2 separate regions of the Danio rerio genome follow, and region 1 is linked to region 2. The links are chromatin contacts, called in public HiCAR-type maps. All regions are on one chromosome and are shown on one strand. Each heading gives the region's core, a stretch centred on a gene start, on an enhancer-like site or on the middle of the called end of the contact. The rest is flanking DNA. Distances are from core to core; before and after follow the strand shown.

Region 1 (5,996 bases), core at 123-2,622, 180 kb after region 2:
CTGGATCCGGCACCTCTGAAATCTGGTTCAGTACCTAATTTTACCGATCCCCTTCCTCACACATACACACACCCTCTACCCACTCTTAACTTTCTTCAGTGACACCTCACAAATTAAGCACTGGAGATTAGTGTAGATTTTCCAATACTTTGGGCTTAATAATACATAACTATTTAGCAAAAATGTGATTAGACATTTAAGATTGGGGGACACCAATCAGCCAATAAAACCCATACTAATGAACTATTTGTACTTTTTGCGATCACGTTCGTCCTAAACTCTATAGTGGTTATGTTTACTAACCATATTTAAACTAATTCCATTGACCTCTGCTGATTCTATCCCAAAACTACAAAAAAAAAAGGAGTTGAGGGTGCCTATTGTCTTAATACCAGTACAACTGTCAGTTTGATTAATATATTGATAATATCTGCCCTCTTCTGATAAAAGGGGGATCCAGGTGGCTATAGAAATCAATAGTGATGGAAAATGCAGAGGGGCAGGGTGGGTTTTGTTTTCTTGGGTGAGAGCAGGAAATTGCATTCTCCCTGTGTGTGCTGAGGTGGCATTTGGTTTCGCAGGACCTCCCCCCCAAGAAGTTGTACCATCTCTGTGGACAAGCCATCTGTTTGCTTAAACCATAATGTGTCACTCTTACGCAAGGGAGGGCGGATCGAGAACAAGGGGGATGGGCCACACCTATACACGTACAAGCTGCATGCCACCTAGAGCACAAGTTAAAAAAAAAACAGTCAGCTCTGTAACCCTCCACCTCCCAAACAAACACACACCTATTCACATAGACAAATGCCGAATATCCTTTTGTGTCCCAAGAGCGTAACCTGTTGCATCTGTTGTTAGAAACCACAATTTGAACCACATTACTGGCTGTGTACCAAATATTGCTTTATGCATATAACATTACAATATTTCTACTTAACATTGTTTGTATGCTATCTTTTGCATCTCATGTTTTGTTGCCTTGACTGTTCTGCAGCCAACTGTTTCTCTGCTTTTCTTTCTTTCTTCAAGATCTCTTCCTTTTCCATTGTGTCTGTGTTTTACCTCTTGAACTTGCATGCCTGAGGAGTACCTCTATACAGACTTGTGATCCGAAGTACACAAGTGTTGATTTGCATGTGTGTGTGTGTCTTCTTACAGGAGGAAATGCAAGAGGAAGACAATAGTCCAAATAACAATGCAGGTATGCGTGGCGTCTGTGATGCCGATGGCCCGCCACATGACTGCCTGTTATTTTTCACATTCATAAGCTGATATCCTGGCGTTAGTTCTCACCTCTCTCTCCCTCCCTCCCTCTCAGAGCTGGAGCGCATCCAGGTTCCTGTAGAGGAAGATCAGATGGTGGAGGAGAAGCATGGAGTGTGTGTGGCGGAGGTGCAGGGCGGAGGGCCGGGCTGGCGGCAGGAGCTCGCCTGCTCTCTGTGTAAGCAACTGTTTAGCAGCCTGCTTCAACTGAGACAGCACGAATACAGCCACACGCTTTCACTTATGGCTCTCTCACTGGACTGCCTCGACCACCATCGCCCACTAGTGGCCTCCGCGTCTCCGCTCAACCCTCAGCCGGCACGCTACCACTGCTCGCAGTGTCCGGCCAGCTTCACTCTCAAGTCCAACGCAGACCGCCACGAGAAGACCATCCACCTCAAACGGAAGCTGATGCAATGTGTGTACTGCCTCAAGCACTTTCGTGACCGCACGGACCTGAACCGCCACCTGTCGTCCGTGCATTCCAGCGAGCGAGTGTACACGTGTCCCGCCTGCTCCCGAACCTTCAGCACACAGAAAAACCTGGCCACCCACGGCAAGGTCTGCTGTCAATCGGGAATCTCGCCCACTGAGCAGTTATGGAACTTGCATGGTTTAAAGGAAGACCATCACGGCCATATCCATGTAGACGATTGATTCACCAAACCAGCAACACTTTTTATTGGATTGATAAGGGAATGTGTAACACACCAAGTCGTCCCAATCAAGGTCTTTTGGCCACAGCACTGTTGACATTTCTACCTTCATTTTTACTGTATGTCAGATTTGTTTATTCTGGAAATAAAATCCAAATCGTCTTTCGTTTTTGCTTTAAATGACTACCGAATATGGCTGCCGATTTCTATGCAAAATTTCTATGCAAAATTAGGCATTATTTCTCTTTACGCATAAAGAGCTGTCTGATCTTTGCACCACCCAGGATTATCCAAGATCTAACGTAAGACTGGAGAACACAGTGATCTCAGTGCATTTTATGCCAATGCTTTTTCCTTTTTGGGTGGCTTTGCACCCCTCTTTTTTTTACTACTGAACTAGTCATGTGCTTATTCTGCAATATTGGTTTAAGCACGGGGGTATCTGTAACTGGTCGAAGTGTTAAGTAGTGAATTCAGCTGTTAAATCTGAGCACAATGCTGCCCTCTGCAGGAAAATCTATCTCTTGTGTCCTGTGCTCAACTAGAAGGAGATGATGAGGGATGAGGATAGATTAGGGAATGTCCTAAATCTTTCATCCTGCTACATCTTCTTGTGTGTGTGTGTGTGTGTGTGTGCGTGTGTGCTGTATACGAGTGAGTATGTGAGTGCGGGAATTATGTCAGTAATTAGCTCTTCTCTGCTCTCACCCGTGCTGACCCTAAATTATACAGATAAATGAGATGTGAAAGGAAAAGACATAAGCCCTTTAAAGTTGTGATCAGTCCTTGTGTGTTCTCACACTATCCTACAAGCAACATAGCCAGTGGAAAAGAAAAAGGGGTGTTTTCTGGACCCTTTCCAACACAGACAAAATCAATTGTGTGTGTTTTCATATGTTTTCTAATAAATATTTTAGAAACCTGTTTTTGACGGGTTACTGTCCTGCAGTGTTTAGCTCTAACAAGAATTAAGCACATCTGAATTTATCAAAGCTCAGTTTCAAATAGAAAACTATATGGCTGTTAACACCTGGTCAGCTTTGTGTGTGTGTTTTTTTTTTTCTGATCAGATCTGAAATGGAGTTGAATATATCTGATCACTCAAAACACTTATTGAAGGGGGCCTGAGACACATTCCAGATGAAACTAGAAAGGTCTAAATGCAGCACAAAAATTTGACCAGTTCCAAAATGTAAAATTAAAAAACGTGAGATAGAGCTGGCCAATTAATCGAAAGTAGTCAAAATCGACATTTAGAACCTATAATTAATCACAATTTTCCAGGACAATTTTTTTGTAATTACTTTTCCTACGTGTTGCGTGACCCCACTTCATTACTTCTGTGGCCACTTTGCAGCCCCATCTGATCTGTGGTGAAATAGGATGATGGACATATTCTTGAGCCTTACTTTGCTCTACATTCACGATGATTGGAAGCTATGCCAGAGATGCCTTTATCAGTATATAATAACTTGTTAGTGAACTATAATGGGCAAAAAGATTGAATAAATAAATAAAATAATCATTCATTAATAATAATCAGGTTAAAATGTTCAATTAATCGAGATTTAGATTTTAGGCCAAATCGCCCAGCCCCAATGTGAGAGCATGTACTTAAATGTAAAACACAATGCCACAGATGACAGTTTGGGATGTTTGCTTTATTTTATTAAAAATGTTTCATTCTATTTTTGACTAGTCGTTAAACGTTAAATGAGCAAAGAATGTTATTTTTTATAATTCATTTTCTTTTTGGCTTAGTCCCTTTAATAATCTGGGGTTGCCACAGCGCAATGAACCGGCAACTTATCCAGCATATGTTTTATGCAGCAGATGCTCTTCCAGCTGCAACCCATCACTGGAAAACACATACACACTCATTCACAAACACATACACTACGGACAATTTAGCCTACCCAATTCACCTGTACCGCATGTCTTTGGACTGTGGGGGAAACCGGAGCACATGGAGGAAACCTATGCGAACACAGGGAGAACATGCAAACTCCACACAGAAACGGCAACTGACCCAGGCAAGGCTCGAACCAGCATGTCAGGAAGGCTGAGCGGTCTAAGGCGATGCAATCAGGTCGCAGTCTCCCCTGGAGGCGTGGGTTCAAATCCCACTTCTGACAAACCCTTTGGCTGTGTGCTCAGGTTCAAGTCTTTAACTCTCTGGCGCCAAGTACGAGTGATAAAGTAACACTGACAAATCGCCGCATCAATCTCTTTGTGTCACAGTTCACGCTAGAATGTTATATTAATATAAAATAACAGCATTAACAACAGAAACATATCACACACTAGTGTGTATTTCTATGAATGGGAATGAAAACTAACAGAATGATATGGCATTTCATCCCTTTCAAAAGGCACAGTGTTTAGATTTTGAAGAGGTTAAACACAAATCAATGTAAACCCAAACTATTCAAAAATAGATGGTTCAATTAGCCTATAATGAACACAAATGAAGTACAAAGCCTGAATCCAAGATTAAAACATAATTTAAATGCCAAATATGATGTATAGCTTACATTTCTGTAAAAATAACGTTTAAACAAGTTTCAGATACACCGCATTTTAAGTTGACATGATGTAGTTAAATTTGGTAATAGTGGGATTTGATTTATCACCGCGGACCGGTCAATACTTGTCACACCTCTATTGGAAATATGAATTTCTCTAGAAACTCTAGAAAAGATACGTATGCAAATGGCCCCTAAAAGGCCGCCAATCTTTACGATCTCCAGCAGTTGATCTTTCACATGTTGGATTCACCTGACTTGTTGACAAATGGGTTGTGCATCTTCCCCTTAGCAAAGAAACTTTCCAGAGATGATTATTTCTTACTCATTTTGCTGCTTGTGGGTTATTCTTTGGTGTTCAAGTGACCAAGATGTAAACGAGAGAAATTTTTTTTTTTAAATATAAGATAGTTCAGACTCAGATAATAAGTAAAACAGAAATAATTATTGATTTCTTGTGCAGCCCGGTAGTAATTGATCCATGGACTGGTACCGGTCTGCGGCCCAGTGGTTGAGGACCACTGCATTAAGCCCAAGAGATAGTAGGTTCTCCCATTCATGATTTAACTTTCTGTAGTGTGTCTCTCATTGCAGGTGCTATACGCTTTCAATGCACACCTCTATCAAGACCACACTGCTGGTCCAAACAGATTTCCTCCCAACAGTTAAAATGGCATTACATCATGACAGTATGGACTCAACCACAGGGGTTTCACAGACATCCCAGGGTGAGAATAGGCATTGCCGGGGGAACTTCCAGGCGACTTTGGTTGTCTGGTTTTAAGTGTTATTAGAAATTTAAACCTGACTAGAAACTTCCAAACAGAGCTAAACTGAGTTTGAGCTTAACTCTGCAGGACACTTGCCTTTCAGGAGCAGGATTAGACTCTCTTTTATGTAAAATCTGAAAGAGTTTAGCCATTTTTGAATGATTTTTTAAAAAACGGAAGCATCTAAAAGCAAACTTGTTCCTGTAGCCCAACTGTAAAGGCTGATTAATACTTCTGCTTCAAGCGCATACATATGCTCTAGCGTAGCCTTCGCGGCGTCACAAAGCCCTCTCTATGACTGTCACGGACACTGACATGCACTTCTCAAAGTAAATGTAACTGCACATTGCAATGACATGTAGCGCAAGCTCTGTGATTGGTTGGCTAAGTAGCTGTGATCAGTGTGGTCGGGACCAAGAGCCATGCGAACCCATTGGAGCGAGTGTTTACAAGTTCCGTGAAGTAGCTCTAGATGGAAACTGTTGTTTTGTGTTGATCTTATGATAAAAGTTGTTGCATGTTTCTGCCTCTGAATGAGCGAGTTTTAGCTGCTTGTACATTAAGGTAGCATTCAGAAAAAACAAAACACCCATGAAGAAATTCGACACAGAGGAACATAAAAACCTCACTGTCAGCTAACGTTTCGAAAAGTGTTATCGCAGATAAACACAAACAGCACGCAAAAGTATAAACGCATGACTTTGGTGATCATTCATCGCAAAAGTATAAGTAAGCCTTTAAGTGTTTAGCTGAGACCTTCTCAGTGTTCGGTGGATGCT
Region 2 (5,884 bases), core at 444-2,943:
CACCTGTTCCACGTGTCTTTGAACTTGTGGGGGAAACTAAAGCACCTGGAGGAAACCACACCAACATGGGGAGAACATGCAAACTCCACACAGAAATGCTAACTGACCCAGCTGAGGCTTGAACCAGCAACCTTTTTGCTGTTACAGCGCTACCCACTGTCCCACCAGAAATGTTTTTTAAAAATTACAAAAAAAAATGTTTTATAAAAATATATTCAAAAATATGTGTAGTGAGCGTACTACTATATTTTAAAAATAAAATATTAAACCTAATAAAATGTTTGTACTAATTAACATTCTCATTTCTGTCACATTCAAATTTCATTATTCTCAAACAAAATTTTGTATTCGCATATAACCGCACTGCATCTTAAAGATAAAGGTTAATTTAAGCTACATTTCCCTTGCTTGTATATAAATAAAATAAGTAAATAAACTAAGTATAGTTTTTAAATTATTTGAATGTGATGGAAAGATAACATCTTGTTAACATCCCCATAAATAAAATTATTAACATGTAAACATTATTAACAGTAACACTTTCTTACTTAATATCTGTTGATACTGCTCCTTCAACAGACATTTAACTAACTATAAGAAACTTTGCAAGTACATGTCAACTTACACTAACCCCAACCCTAACCCCAACCTAATAGTCTATTTAAAATTTAATGAGAGTTAGTTGACATGTAGATGCAATGTAACTTAAATTCAACAAATGGACCAACAAAATAAATTTTGACCTTATTAACAGGTTGGGATGCAACATAAAACGCCAGATTATTTTACTTTACACAAACCAGTGCTTTCACATATTGTAGTCTTGTATAAGACAAGACATATAAATAACATATTTTAAACATAAGTTCATGTTTTAATATGTCATACATGGGTTGTAGACTCCTCATTGCTGTGGATTATGGAATTGACTGAGTGCACTTCATAATGTCCACTAGAATTGACAGCTCCTTCAATTAGTCGTCACCTTGGATTATAAAAAGTACTATCTGCATTCTGAATGATTTTGAGATATTGAGCTTCTATATTTCTATTGCATTCTATATAGCAAACACTATTTGTAACATTTGTTTTTTAAATAAAAAGTTTTAAAATGTAAACAATTAAAAAAAACATCCCATAATGCAAATAAGTTGTCATTTAATAAGAATATGTCAATAACTCTCAGATAGAACCCCATAATTCTAAGGTGACGAAGTGCCCTATTTGAAGGTATAGGAGGGCGATTTTGCATATATCTATGACAATTCTTGTTTGTTTGTTTTTTGTCAGAATTAGAATTATTTAGATCTGAAAAATATTATTTTTTTTACCAATTTATGTTAATATTAGGCTACATAAATACATTATGTAAAATCACAGCTAATAAAAATGGAATTTTTCAAGGGATAGTTTATATAGTAAGAAATAGTCAATACTAACCAACAATATTGAATATTTGTCTAGTATTGTGCAGTGCTAACACAGTTTATTTCATAAACTGTACTCTCCATCGCTGATTTTCACTGTTATTTGGCACTAGATAAGTGTTAACTTCAGGCTCTGTGTGTAATGCCACTCAAAAACCCCTTATCCGCAACGTTTGTGCTCAAATCCTTAAGGCCACACAGTGTTAATCACGATCGGTGTGGCAATCTGATAAAGAGTAAGAGGGACCCACTCCGACCGGGTCACTGAGTCAAAGGATTTAAAGCTTCAACAAAAGAGCAGAGAGCAGAAACAGCCTTCCAGCTGACGCATGTGCTGCAAACAAGCTTTATTAAAGCAGCTTTCAGACGCTTAATCGTATACTTTTATGCACATTAACCATAAGCCTAGAAGTCGTTACTGTGTCGTTCTAGGAATCAGAGATGCCAGCTGTTTCTACAGGTGGCAGTGAGCTGCGTACGAAGAAATGTGGATTATGGGATGGATTGCTGACACGTCTGACAAAATAAAGTGGTCTAGAAATGAAAATAATGAGGAAAGTAATGGTCTGAATTGGGGAAACAGTGTGTGGAAATATCATTACCAGTGATGTGGAATCTTCATGTGTGTTTGCTCAGGTCTTCGGGAGGTGTTTTAATCGGTTATTCACAGGGTGGTTTGCACTTGCAGACGTGTCTCATCTGCGCTGCTGTCTCTGTGTTACTGCTGGGGAAATTAATAAAACAGACACATGAATAATATTCACCACTGGAGGGACCATTGCACAATTTTACCAGCGTTGTTAATTTTTTTTTTAATAAGAAGAGAAAAAGACGCAAATCAGTTGATAATTATACTTAGTTGAGCAATTCTGTCATCAATATTGTTTGTGCAAATATGTTTGTATGTTTGTAATATGTTATTGTTTGTCTAAATTTAAAGGGATAGTTCACTTAAAAATAAAAATTTTGCCATAATTTATCCATTCTTTACTGGTTCTAAAGTAGTTAATTTTTCCTGTTGAACACAAAAGAAAAAATTTTGAAGAAAGTTGGGGAAAAAACTGACTTACATTTTTTTTCCCTACTATAGATGTCAATGGCTGTCGTTTTATTAGGTGACTAGTTTGGAAGTTATTAAGAAAATAAGGCAAAAAAAAAAACAAATAATAAACATTTTGAGACTGAGCAAGTGCTTTTAGACTTTGCATGTTTGTAAGCCTTCTTGGAGACATCCAAAATAAAATGTAAACTTTTACATAAACCATAATATGGCTACTGTAATTTTTTATTACATAAAGTGGCATAAAAAATATTACATAAAGTGGCATAAAAATAACTAATAATCAATAAAAATAAATAATAATAATAATAATAATAATAATAATAATGCTGACTATTCTTCCATGAAGCACAAAATAGGACATTGTGAAGAATGTTTGTATTATTCTTCAGAATATATTGTTTTGTGTTCATCAGAAGTAATTCATAAAACATTGTACCAACCTCTAAAAATTTAAATGATTGTGTGTAATCCCGAATAGATCATACTAAGAATTGCACAAAATTAATATTAGTAATCTGCGAAATGTGAATATGTGAAAAAGAGCAGCCTTTATCTGTGCGGATGTTTTATGAGCTAAGTTTGAGAAAGCCTGCTTTATATAAAAAAGGTTAAGATTACAAAGGATGTAGTCTTTTGTAAGATTACAAATATCATTTAAATCTCACTTGTCATTTATTATTTATTAAATAATTGGGGCATTTAGGTATTAAGGGAATTTGTTTGATTTTATTTAAAATGCCAAAGGTTTATACTAGGAGTCTGCTTAAAAATGCATTAAAGTATAGTGACGCCAAGCTGACCCCATCAAGTTTTACTACAATTTAGCATGACAGTTTTAGTGGTATCACCTGTGTTGTCACCTGGATAGTGTTATCAACCAAACCAAATTATTAAATTACAAAAAAAAAAAAAAAAGGAGAGAGAGAAATGAAAACATAAAAGCCCACTGATCTAGCCCACTGACTTACATTTTTTCTAACTACGCTTTGATTCTTTATTCCTAAGTAAGTGGGCGAAGTCACTATCAGATCGTAACTGGGAAAATGCCATCTTGTGAAATAATAATAAAGCGGCTAGGTTGTATTTAGAGTTTTTGTTTCCATCAGATGTCATTTAATTAAAGAGTTCATTATATTATTACAGTTCAGATAATGTTTGGTGTCCAAATGTTTAGTTTTGTGGCAGGTAAGCTAAATAATGTACATATAGGTGGTTATTATACAGAATTAAGCCCTCTAGTCTTAAGCTGCGGTCACACTGGACTTTTTTTCTCATAGACTTCCATTCATACGCATCATGCGTCAGACCGGAAACGCAAGGTCGTGCGGCAGGTCTCGCAGTTCGCTGCATTGGAAAGTTTAAGCTTGGTGGACTCTGTAACAATAATTTGGTTGAAATTTAAAACATGGACCAATCACACACTTTTTAATGTCTAATTATCTTTTTTAATCCTACCCCTTTTCGAAGGATCATACTACAGAATTTTACACATGCAAACTCTGGTGTGACTGCAGCAATAAATAACAGCCCTCTGCTTGGCATTAGGCTATGTACATTATACCTTACTTTTTATTTGACTGGTTGCATGATTTCAACAAGTCTGCCCTCATGAACCAACTCACTTCATGCACAGGTAAACCACTTGATATACTGAATTGACTGTATAGTAAAGCACACAACATTTAAATAAAACATAAGGCTACCCAAGACAGGGCAAGGGGCATATAGTATGCCAATTATCTAACCATTGAAATATTAATGAATATAAGTGTCAGGTGCGGTATTGTGAGTCATTAATATAAACCGTATAGCCTACAGAGGATCTACAGGCTATGGGGAGACAAAGAGCCATGTGTAGATCCTCTTGAGGTTATCACACTGCCTCAGCGGGAAGAACCTGTATGTGAATCTGTGTGTGTTGCTGAAAGTTTGAGTCATCAGTGTGCTTTTGGGGTGTTTTATGTAATAGATCTGTTCCTGAAACTTGTAGGCTACTTTGTTTTAAAGGGCCCCGTTCTCATAAAGATTCTTTTTTATTTATGTACAATTTTTTCATGCATCCAAAACATTCTAAAACACTTTCTTCTTCACTTTTATGTTAACATACATTCAAAATGACTTCAAATAGTTTCAGATTGTTTGTTTTGTCCTAAACACTTTCAGAAAAATGTATACAAAATCATAAGCTGAAAAAAGGCTATGCTATGTCCAATGGCCAGCAGTGTTTAGCACTCTGGTTTCACTTTTTGCACTAGATGTGGAAAGTGATGTGCTATGAAACCCATTCATTTCAATGGCTTGTGCCACACCGACCAGAGTGCAAGCACACTGTGGCACATAGTCAACTTGGGTCCTGTCCCAATGGCATAATTTGTGTGGACTTTTGGTCTTAAATTGCACATGCTTGCAAAGTGTACGAGTTGGAAGGGTGTCCCATATGACATTGTTATTGTTATGGGTGTCCCATATAACATACCTGAAGAGCTGGGAGTGATGCGGTGGAGAGAGGTGTCCTATGTATTTAAGGACCGAGGGGGAGACGCACAATTTTTGGGAGATTATCATTCCTTTGCGGGCCTCCAGGAGTTTCGATGCATTTGCCGGAGACTCCCGGAACTTTCAGAAGACTTGGGATGTCTGTATATTGAGCACATTTTCAGTTAGTTAGCAAAACTTGTCATAATGTGCAATATTTCATGAATGCAAGCATCACTGATCTCTCTCTCACACACACACACGAGCTGTCCAAAAGCAACTACTGTATGCTTAGTGCTTGACCAGCAGCAAGCAAGAACACTTATTACCAAGCCATACTTACATGCTATTTCAGACCGAATATTCAAAGTAGTATTCAAAGCGCATCACAGGTTGTCATTGTTCAAAAATGAACTAATGTGATATGAATATAAAGCCATCTTCACCTCAGTAAAGCAGGCTAGGCAGAATAGCGCTATTTATTTTATTTTAATGTTTTGTTGTTAAACTTAACAAAAATCTACCTTATCGATGCTGTTAAAGATCTTTTATGAAACTGAAAATAGTCACATCAGCCTTTTGCCGGAAGATTTCAGTGGCTGAACAACACTTCTGTGCATATAGCCCATTCATAACACAACAAAATTTTCATCCGCTTGGCATGACTAAAATAGTTTTACAACATAACATAACCTGTCTAAAAGAAATACTCCAGTCATGGTGTCATCCTTCCTCCAACGTGCAAAAGTAACTCCAATATTGATTGGAGCATTTATTTTTTCCTCTCTCTCTCTCTCTCTCTCTCTCTCTCTCTCTCTCTCGATCGTGTGCACATGAATGCAGCATATGTGAACGCGCAAACAGTGGATCTGTGTAAACAGGTACACTACACAGTAGTTCAAATCTACATTTGCTGACA

What was found. HiCAR-type assays count read pairs that join an accessible place to other places.
Region 1: a contact with region 2 is called in a HiCAR-type map of caudal fin, with 7 times the contacts expected there. The contact joins two enhancer-like sites. A contact is called at or near these places in 4 of 18 Hi-C or Micro-C datasets (caudal fin, embryo and hematopoietic stem cells) and 1 of 4 datasets of contacts at active chromatin or transcription factors (caudal fin).

What each region holds. Positions count from the first base shown.
Region 1 is chr23:15,328,114-15,334,109 of GRCz12tu, forward strand. The region is part of intron 3 of zbtb46 (zinc finger and BTB domain containing 46); the gene reads left to right. Among named protein-coding and RNA genes, the nearest start is that of lmod3, 24 kb to the right of the region's middle. Within about 2 kb of position 1,373, at least 24 of the 62 cell types and tissues checked have an H3K27ac peak or open chromatin away from gene starts, as enhancers often do.
Region 2 is chr23:15,146,473-15,152,356 of GRCz12tu, forward strand. No RefSeq gene overlaps it. Among named protein-coding and RNA genes, the nearest start is that of mir1388, 6.9 kb to the left of the region's middle. Within about 2 kb of position 1,694, at least 3 of the 62 cell types and tissues checked have an H3K27ac peak or open chromatin away from gene starts, as enhancers often do.